Linked DNA regions of Rattus norvegicus: all the other regions are linked to region 1. Evidence: chromatin contacts called from public Hi-C data. All regions are on one chromosome and are shown on one strand. Each heading gives the region's core, a stretch centred on a gene start, on an enhancer-like site or on the middle of the called end of the contact. The rest is flanking DNA. Distances are from core to core; before and after follow the strand shown. Region 1 has its middle 12 kb from the start of Osr1. Region 2 has its middle 160 kb from the start of Ttc32. Region 3 overlaps LOC134479337 (a long non-coding RNA gene).

Evidence for each region. A called contact is a pair of places that touch in the nucleus more often than the background predicts.
Region 2: a Hi-C map of the A7r5 cell line shows a contact between it and region 1, with 6 times the contacts expected there. The contact joins two enhancer-like sites. A contact is called at or near these places in 3 of 12 Hi-C or Micro-C datasets (the A7r5 cell line, the Rat2 cell line and Schwann cells).
Region 3: a contact with region 1 is called in a Hi-C map of the A7r5 cell line, with 5 times the contacts expected there. The contact joins two enhancer-like sites. A contact is called at or near these places in 3 of 12 Hi-C or Micro-C datasets (the A7r5 cell line, the Rat2 cell line and Schwann cells).

Annotation. Positions count from the first base shown.
Region 1 is chr6:38,084,285-38,086,880 of GRCr8, reverse strand. No RefSeq gene overlaps it. Among named protein-coding and RNA genes, the nearest start is that of Osr1, 12 kb to the left of the region's middle. Within about 2 kb of position 1,275, at least 1 of the 93 cell types and tissues checked has an H3K27ac peak or open chromatin away from gene starts, as enhancers often do. A contact at or near this core is called in the A7r5 cell line, where this site is marked.
Region 2 is chr6:37,711,411-37,714,006 of GRCr8, reverse strand. No RefSeq gene overlaps it. Among named protein-coding and RNA genes, the nearest start is that of Ttc32, 160 kb to the right of the region's middle. Within about 2 kb of position 1,291, at least 5 of the 93 cell types and tissues checked have an H3K27ac peak or open chromatin away from gene starts, as enhancers often do. A contact at or near this core is called in the A7r5 cell line, where this site is marked.
Region 3 is chr6:37,793,336-37,795,931 of GRCr8, reverse strand. All of the region lies in intron 2 of LOC134479337 (a long non-coding RNA gene), which reads right to left. Among named protein-coding and RNA genes, the nearest start is that of Ttc32, 240 kb to the right of the region's middle. Within about 2 kb of position 1,276, at least 1 of the 93 cell types and tissues checked has an H3K27ac peak or open chromatin away from gene starts, as enhancers often do. A contact at or near this core is called in the A7r5 cell line, where this site is marked.

The DNA of each region.
Region 1 (2,596 bases), core at 26-2,525:
ATACCAGCTCCATAGCCCTCTTTCCTGTCATGGCTCCAGAAAAATCCAGTTGCTCATAGTGAATCCAGTTTCCTACAGAGAATCTTTTCACAAGCGAGCAAAGCATTGCTCAAACACTTTCAGCAAATACAAAATAGAAGAAAGATAATATGTTATTGTGTGACATATTTTAGACCAAAAGGATGAGTTGTGTTTGGAGTAAGTATTTAAGTTTAATTTTTCGTGTGACAGATTAACAATAAGGAAATGGGGAAAAAACTTAAAACTCATTATTTTAGCTGGTTTGTTAAGAGAAAAGAGTTACGGGATCCTTAATTTCATTTACTAGTCAGTCTATAATACATGTCCTAGGATGTTTGTATAAGAAAAATAGCCATGTGTTGTAATGGGAAGTGTTCATTTTAAATTTCTGTTTGTTCGGGGCAGTTGTAAAAGATCACGAGGCTCACATGGATGACAGAAGACCTCACGTTGCATCGGTGGCAAAGTGACTCACAGTTTGGGGTGTCCACAGCACAGGCTGCCTGACACAGGACATGCCGGTCTTTGGTAACCTGGTACTAAAGGCACAAGCTAAGGATAAGGAGTAATAGGCTAACACTGAGCCACGGAGCTCAAGAGCAGTCCAGTGGGGTAGTTCTTACTGGGGTGGTAACTGGGAGTTAAGTTAAAGACTTATGAAGGTGCTTCTCAAAATCCCATGTTGCTAACTCACTCAGATTTGAACAGAAAGGGGAATTTCTCTATGACCTAGGATGAATTGTACATTCAGAAAAATCCAGAGAGCCTCCTTAGAGTCTTCAAAATGAAATCCCCAGGTCCCATCTTTGGCATTTCTGATTTAAGGGACCTGAAGTAGGCCCCAGAGTTGCCTCATTAAAAATAAAAAAAAGTCCTGGGGACTGAAAAGTTAACTGGATTAAAAAACAGGGCCTCTTCAGTAACACCTTACACCTCTTGCCAGCCATCTTGTCTCTATAAAAGAAAAAGGTTGATCATGATATTCTTCAAAAGCTTTCTGAGTTCCTAACGTCTAAAACTCCACTGCCTATTAGTGGAATAGTGTTGTTTAGAGGCAGGATACAGGAATTTGTTTCTAGCCACATCCCACATCGTAAGGAGGCTCTCTGGGTTTTTCTGAATATACAATTCATCCTAGGTCATAAATAAATTCCCCTTTCTGTTCAAAACAGAAAAGTGATTTTCCTGGGAGTGAGGTAGCTCCCTTAGAAATTCAGAGAATTAGGAAACTAGCAGTAAACATAGTTGCCTTAGAGACAGAAGATACACGTTTTTCAGAGCAGGAAGTGTGCCCAGTTTGCAAGAGAAGCTCTGATCAAGTGATGTCTAAAATCATCCAAAAGGTATTTTGCCCCCAACCCCACCCCTTTCATTGCCTCTCGCTGTGTATTCCCAGACTCTGCATGGAGGAATTTCAGTCAGCTGAATGAGGAGACATAGATACGTTCATTCACGCTGCACATTTTAGACTTTCTCTTAGGTATAGAGTTCTCTACACAGAGACAGTCTAGACAGCTAAATGGAAACACGAGGCTAACTAATTGCTCTTTTGTTAACAGGGGTCAGGATGGTAGGCACTAAACAGAAGATTTATTTCCTTTTAAAATCTGTTATTTTTTCATTTCTCTCGATAACTCTTTCCAATTTTGTTTTAATGAAATCCCAGTTTCCACATCTATAATTCTACAAGTAGTATAAATTTTTCTATGGCTTTTATTTTAGTCAGCTGTAGTGTACATAGATAACAACAGCGGCAGCAGCAGCAACAGCAACAACAACACACACACATACACACACACACACACACACACACACACACACACACACACACAGTGTTTATGGAACTGTTTATAAAGATAGCTTGGGTGAAGCTGTCCAGGAACTGTAGGATAACAGAAAATGCCTGGAAGTCCAGTTGATAACATCAGCTGAGTGGTTTTGGTCATGAAGGACCCAAGGTCACTGGATGAAACAGGTTTCTTGTGTGTGTTGTTTGCAGCAGGAGGTCATCCTTCTGACCCCCTTCTTACTGACATTCAAGTGAGATTCAGGGTCCCTGCCATGGCTGTCATAGGGGCTGGGTCCAGACAGCTAAGCTAGCTTCTAGAAGTCGAGTGAAGCCCCAGAGGGCAGGGCCAGACATAGGGCTATCACTGACCCTCTCCCTGGATCTGGCCAGGCGCTCCAGACCCACAGGAGTTTGGTGGATTCTCTTAAGCAAATTAAGAAACCCAGCATGGTGGTTCTTCTCCCTTCAGATCTGAGGAGAGATAGCATATGGCTTTTCCTGAAGTTACATAGCTAGGAAAACTGTAGTTAGGACTCAAACCAGGTATGTTTGATAGCAAAGCCAGGTTCCTAATGGCCATGCCCTGGATTCACAGTGGTCTGTTAGGAGCATCATCGCTATCTGTCATTCTAATCATCATTCTAATCCCCGGGGTCCAGGCATGAGTCCTATTTTACTGTCTATTTCTAGAATATAAGAAGAAGAAATCAAGCAAAATACTAAAGCTTAGAAAGAAGGAGCACAAAGGTTATTGGAGAAGCATGAGTTCTAAAGCTGCTCACACTT
Region 2 (2,596 bases), core at 42-2,541, 370 kb after region 1:
CCCCAGGTTGTAAGCTATGGTCTGTCTCAGGGTTATAGCTTGTGGTCGTGAGCCTGTACTAAGGGGATCCTTGGGCCGTGGGGTTGGACTGTATATCAGTGTGCTATTGGTGACCTGTGTTTCTTGTACTGAGTGGAGAGAGAGGAACTGGAGAGCTAGTGCTCTGGATAAAGCTGTGCTGTTCAGGTCCTCAGAGTTGGAGCTCTGGCCTGTGCATTGTAAGCTAGGGAGCAGGTGATGCTTGCATGAGGCTATGGGCAGGGAAAGGGGATTGAAAGGTTGTGGGATGCTGTGTGAGGAGACTATAGCTCAGGGAAGCTACTCTGAGAGCTCAAAGAACTCAGGGCAGATATGAAAGTCCATGAGTTCTGAATGACTGTGGCTAGAGCTGGGGAGATTCCTCAGTAGGGAAGAATATTTGTTACACATGCATGAGGACTTGAGCTCCATCTCCAGCACCTAATACACAAAGCTGGGCACCACTGCTCACACACTTATAACCCCAGTGCTGTGAGGAACTGAGACAGGCATTCCCCAGAGACTGTTAGCCAGCCAGTGTAGCTAAAACAGCATGCCCCAAGTCCCCCAAGTCTGGTCAGAAAACTTGTCTCAAGAAATTATAGCACAGAGTAATAGACTAAGATATCTGATGTCCTCCTATGACCTCCATGTGTGCACATAGGCACACATTGGTGTACACACAGGTATGGACAGAAGAAGGGAGGAAGGGAGGAAGGGAGGAAGGGAGGAAGGGAGGGAGAGAGGGAGGAAAGGAGCTAGGAAGCCAGGGAGCCAGGGAGCCAGGGAGGGAGAGGGGAGGGGAGAGATAGCCTTGTAGAGCCTTCTCACCTGCAGCGTGGACACCATTTTTCTTTATTGCCTGCACAAACACCCCCAAGAGGCTAGGGGACAGGTACAGTGGACATATGGACACAGGCCAACAGCACGGAACACCAGCTCAAGCTGTGAGAAGCCCTGAACGCTCATCTCCAACCCCCTGGTGGGCCACTCAGGAAGGAAGCTGCACTCATCCCCACCTCTGGAGTCCCGAGGCACTGGAAGGTGGCGGCACACAAGAATGTTGTTCTCCAGAGCCACCGGGATACTTCCCGTCAGTTCACACAATTGAGTATTACAGTATTTAAATTACAAATTGAGGCTTATTTTTACAGGTGTCATTTTAAATAGAACACGAAATTTCTTGACATTACATCAGCCCCTCCACACAAACAGCTGCACTAAGCCGCCTGCATGTGGAAGGCACATGGCTGGAGAGGGTCATGTTACAGCATGCTTTGTGTAAGCACAGGGATGGGGCGTGTGCATGGGAGTGAGTGAGGCAGGGGTGAGGGTCCTGTGACTGATCAAGAGTGTGTGAGCGTGCACAACACCGGGACTATGTATAAGTGGGTGTCAAAGTGTGTACAGCCGTGAACACATGGATTCATATATGCCTGTGTGAGTAAAGGTGAAGGGTGTGTTTGAGAGTCAGAGTGCATGTTCAAGTCCGTTGCTGGAGGCTCCAGCCCCACTGGATTTAACTGCACAGGGGACAATCAGCAGAAACTGACTGGTCTCTGTCTCTCTCAGCTAACCCTAAGGCTCAGCATATGGGCGAGCTCCTCCACAGGGTAGAGGGGCTGCTATCACCACCCAAGGCAGTGCTACAGTGCCCTCCAGTGGACACTGTCCCTAGCCCAACCCCTAGACACCCAAAGGAGAAAAGATACTTGTTTATGCCATTCCTGTGACCAAATCCCAAGAAGGAGCCTTTCCACTACCCAATTCAAGCACCCATGAAGAGCCTTCCCCCCTCGACTCTCTCAGTTCCCTGAAGCAAACAAAAACACAGGGGAGCTGAAGCCATGGCTTTAGTCCTCCACTGGATCTCCAGCCTTGCTCATACTGGGCCAGTCACAGCCTAAAGTTATCTGGCTTCTTCCTACTGTGGAGACATCCCTACCTGCAAGAGTCGTCCTCATCTAGAAAATTTCCACCTAGCTCCCAACCCTGAAAGAAAGAGAAGCCCCCAAGTCTTTCTTCAGGGTGCAAGAAGCTTTCCAAGAGGCTTCAGCACCTGAGTCTATATGAGAGTTCCAGAGGATAAACCTTGGACCAGGATTCCCCCACTGGGCCCATCATGTAAAAGAAAGAGAGACAATTCTACAGAGTAGGAAAGTTCTCCCTTCATCTTTCATGGACCTGGCTTCAATGGTGTTTAGAGAAAAATAAACAGAGACTAGAAAGGCTGCTCTATCTGACTCCACTGAACCACATCTTGTCCTGGAAACGGTACTGAGGCAGAGTACTGTGTGTAGATGGTAAATGGTCAGCTCAAATATGGCAACTCCTCTGGAAGGCTATTTATAGAGTGGGAAAAGGGGACGTCACGTAAACGAGGCATAAACCTAACAAAAGAATCCTCTGGCGTACACTCGAGCAAAACGTTATTCATGGCCCCAGCAGGCCCTCACCAGGCTGAAGAGCAGTGTAAAGCTGCAAGGGCAGGGTTAGTCCTCAGCCAGGGTCCCAGGTCCAGTGGGAGGTGCCACTACCCAATGCACAGAGGAAGGGCATTAAGGGGGAAGGGGAAGAG
Region 3 (2,596 bases), core at 27-2,526, 290 kb after region 1:
GGACATTTGGTTCCCCATCATGTTTTCAGACTGTCCCCAAATATATCAGTTGCCATAGAATCTTCTCAAGTAGAGGCTTTATTTTCTTCCAATAGAACTAAAGGGTCTGCAGGAGAGACGTGCATTTCCATGGCGTCTCCAAGCCATTTCTTCTTCCGTCTTCAAAGTCCTTGGTTCTTTGAAGTGCAAGCCATCAGACTTTACCACCCACTATTTGCCTTGCCATCATTTACAGTCCTCCCTGCCATCCACCTTCATTTATTGATGACTTTAGCACTTGGCTCACTGTCTTCCTCTCCACGTCTCCTGTCATTCTTGGCAACTTTAACATCCTCAGAGATGGCCTATCTCCAACACCTTGTTATCTCTATTCCTTGTGCTGCTCAGATCTCATGATTTGTCCCTCATCCTACCTCATCCACCCACTCCTGTGATCATGCTTTATCCACACAATCCTATGCAACCAACGCAAGTACTCTGAAATGGCCAGCATTCTTTAACCACTACGTCCCTTCATCTGGAGTAGACACTTGAATGACACTGACCTCATTGGGATGCTCAATGACATTTTTCCTTCCTCTTTCTCCTCATTCTCAACAGCACCACCTCTTCAGTGTCAAAACATGTGTGCATGTGCACACATACAACAACAACAACAACACCACACACACACACACACACACACACACACACACACACATATGCACACACACACACTCTTTTACTCTCTTCCTCATTCACTCCAGTTCCTTACTCAGTGTTTTAACTACATCCCTCATGTGTATTTTGCTCTTTCACTGCTACAACACTGGCTAGGAAAGACCTGATCCTACAAATTGCTGCCATTTACAGTCCTCCCTGCCACCCCCTCCATTTACCAATGAGTTTAACACTTGGCTCACTGTGTGTATACCTAATCAAACCAATCCGCTGGGTAGTATTCAACAGCCATGCTGGCTGGACTCAATTTCAACGGGTAGGCACCAGTCTCCACACTTTCAACAATCTATCATGCCTAACCAATTTGGTCCCCAAGTCCCAAAGACAACTGTTTTAGATCTCTGCTTTACCCCATAAATGTCGGAGACAGCCTCATTCCCAGCAAATGCTGTCCCTGACCCTCTTGCCATGGGCATATGGTGGGAAAACACTGCTGCCGCTCCTAGAAAAGCATATTATGCTCTAATTGCAGAATTCATCTCCTCAGAGATTCCTGGATGCTGTCCAGGAACACGTCCTTATCTTCCACCATCTCCTCAAGTCATCATGACTCAGACCCTCGATAACTTCACAAAATGGCTCTGCCAAGAATGCCAAGGACGGAGCTTTGACAGGAGCACAGTTTTTGTTGTTGTTGTTTGCTGTTCACTGCCCCAGCCTCAGCTTATGATTTCCGCATCATGATCATAGACGATATCCTTATTCTGATGACACCAAACCTATATCACTAATATTGACCCATACATTTACCCATGAATTCCTGATTCTCTCTTCCTCTCTCCCTCCCTCCCTTACTCCCTTCTCTGCCTCTGGCTCTGTCCTTCCCTCCTCCTTCCAACTCCTTTTCTTACTCAAAGCTCATCTATTTGTATTGGTAAACTACACCATTTTTCACAGAATTATTGAAAACAGTGATTATATCTGTGTGGATAAGGGGATGGCTCACAAGGTAAACCATTTATATGCCGAAGGGTTGGAATCAGATGGGGGCTGTACTGAAATCTCAGTACTGGAGAGACAGAGGCAAGGGATCCTTCCTTACTTTATGAATAAGCTGTCTAGCTAGACTAGATGAATTGGGAAGTTCTGGGCTCATTTAGAGACTCTGTTTCAATATATAAGGTGGAAAATTATTGAGAAAGATGCTTAACATTAGTCTCAAGCCTCTACGCTCAAGCCTGTGTATGTGTATACACAGACATATACTCTTATACATATATGTAAGTGTTGAATATAAATAAAGTTCCTGCAAGCTTATTTATTCCCTTTCCTTCATCCCTCACACTTATTTTACCAGCAGGTTTTGGCAATATCACTTCCAATCATTTCTCAAATTTGACCACACTGTATCCTTCAGAGCATCAAAGTGTTAATCTGAGTCACCGACTTCTCTTAAGTGGCAAGCTAAGATCTTCTTTCTCACTGGCCTCTGCCCCTTTCCTGGATCTCATGCAATCTACCCTTTACACACACACACACACACACACACACACACACACACACACACAGCAAATTTAATGATCTTTACCATTCTTTAATAGACTTTATTTTCAACAGCAATTTTGGATTCACAAAAAATGGTGGTAAATGCAGAGAATACTCCTGTCCCCACACACAAATTCTCTCATCAACAACATTCACACCAGAGTGGCTCATCTGTTCTAATGAACTACATTGGCTCATCAAAATCTAGCCCATCTGGCCCATCTTCACAATGGGACTCACTCTTGTACGTTCCGTAAGTTTGTATAAATGTATGACAAGTATCCGCTGGGTGGAATCCACAGATGCTTCACTACCTGAAAAGCTCTGTATTCTGCTTATTCCACCCCTTCCTCCAATCCCACATCAGGAATTGCTTTTCCCAGGATATCAA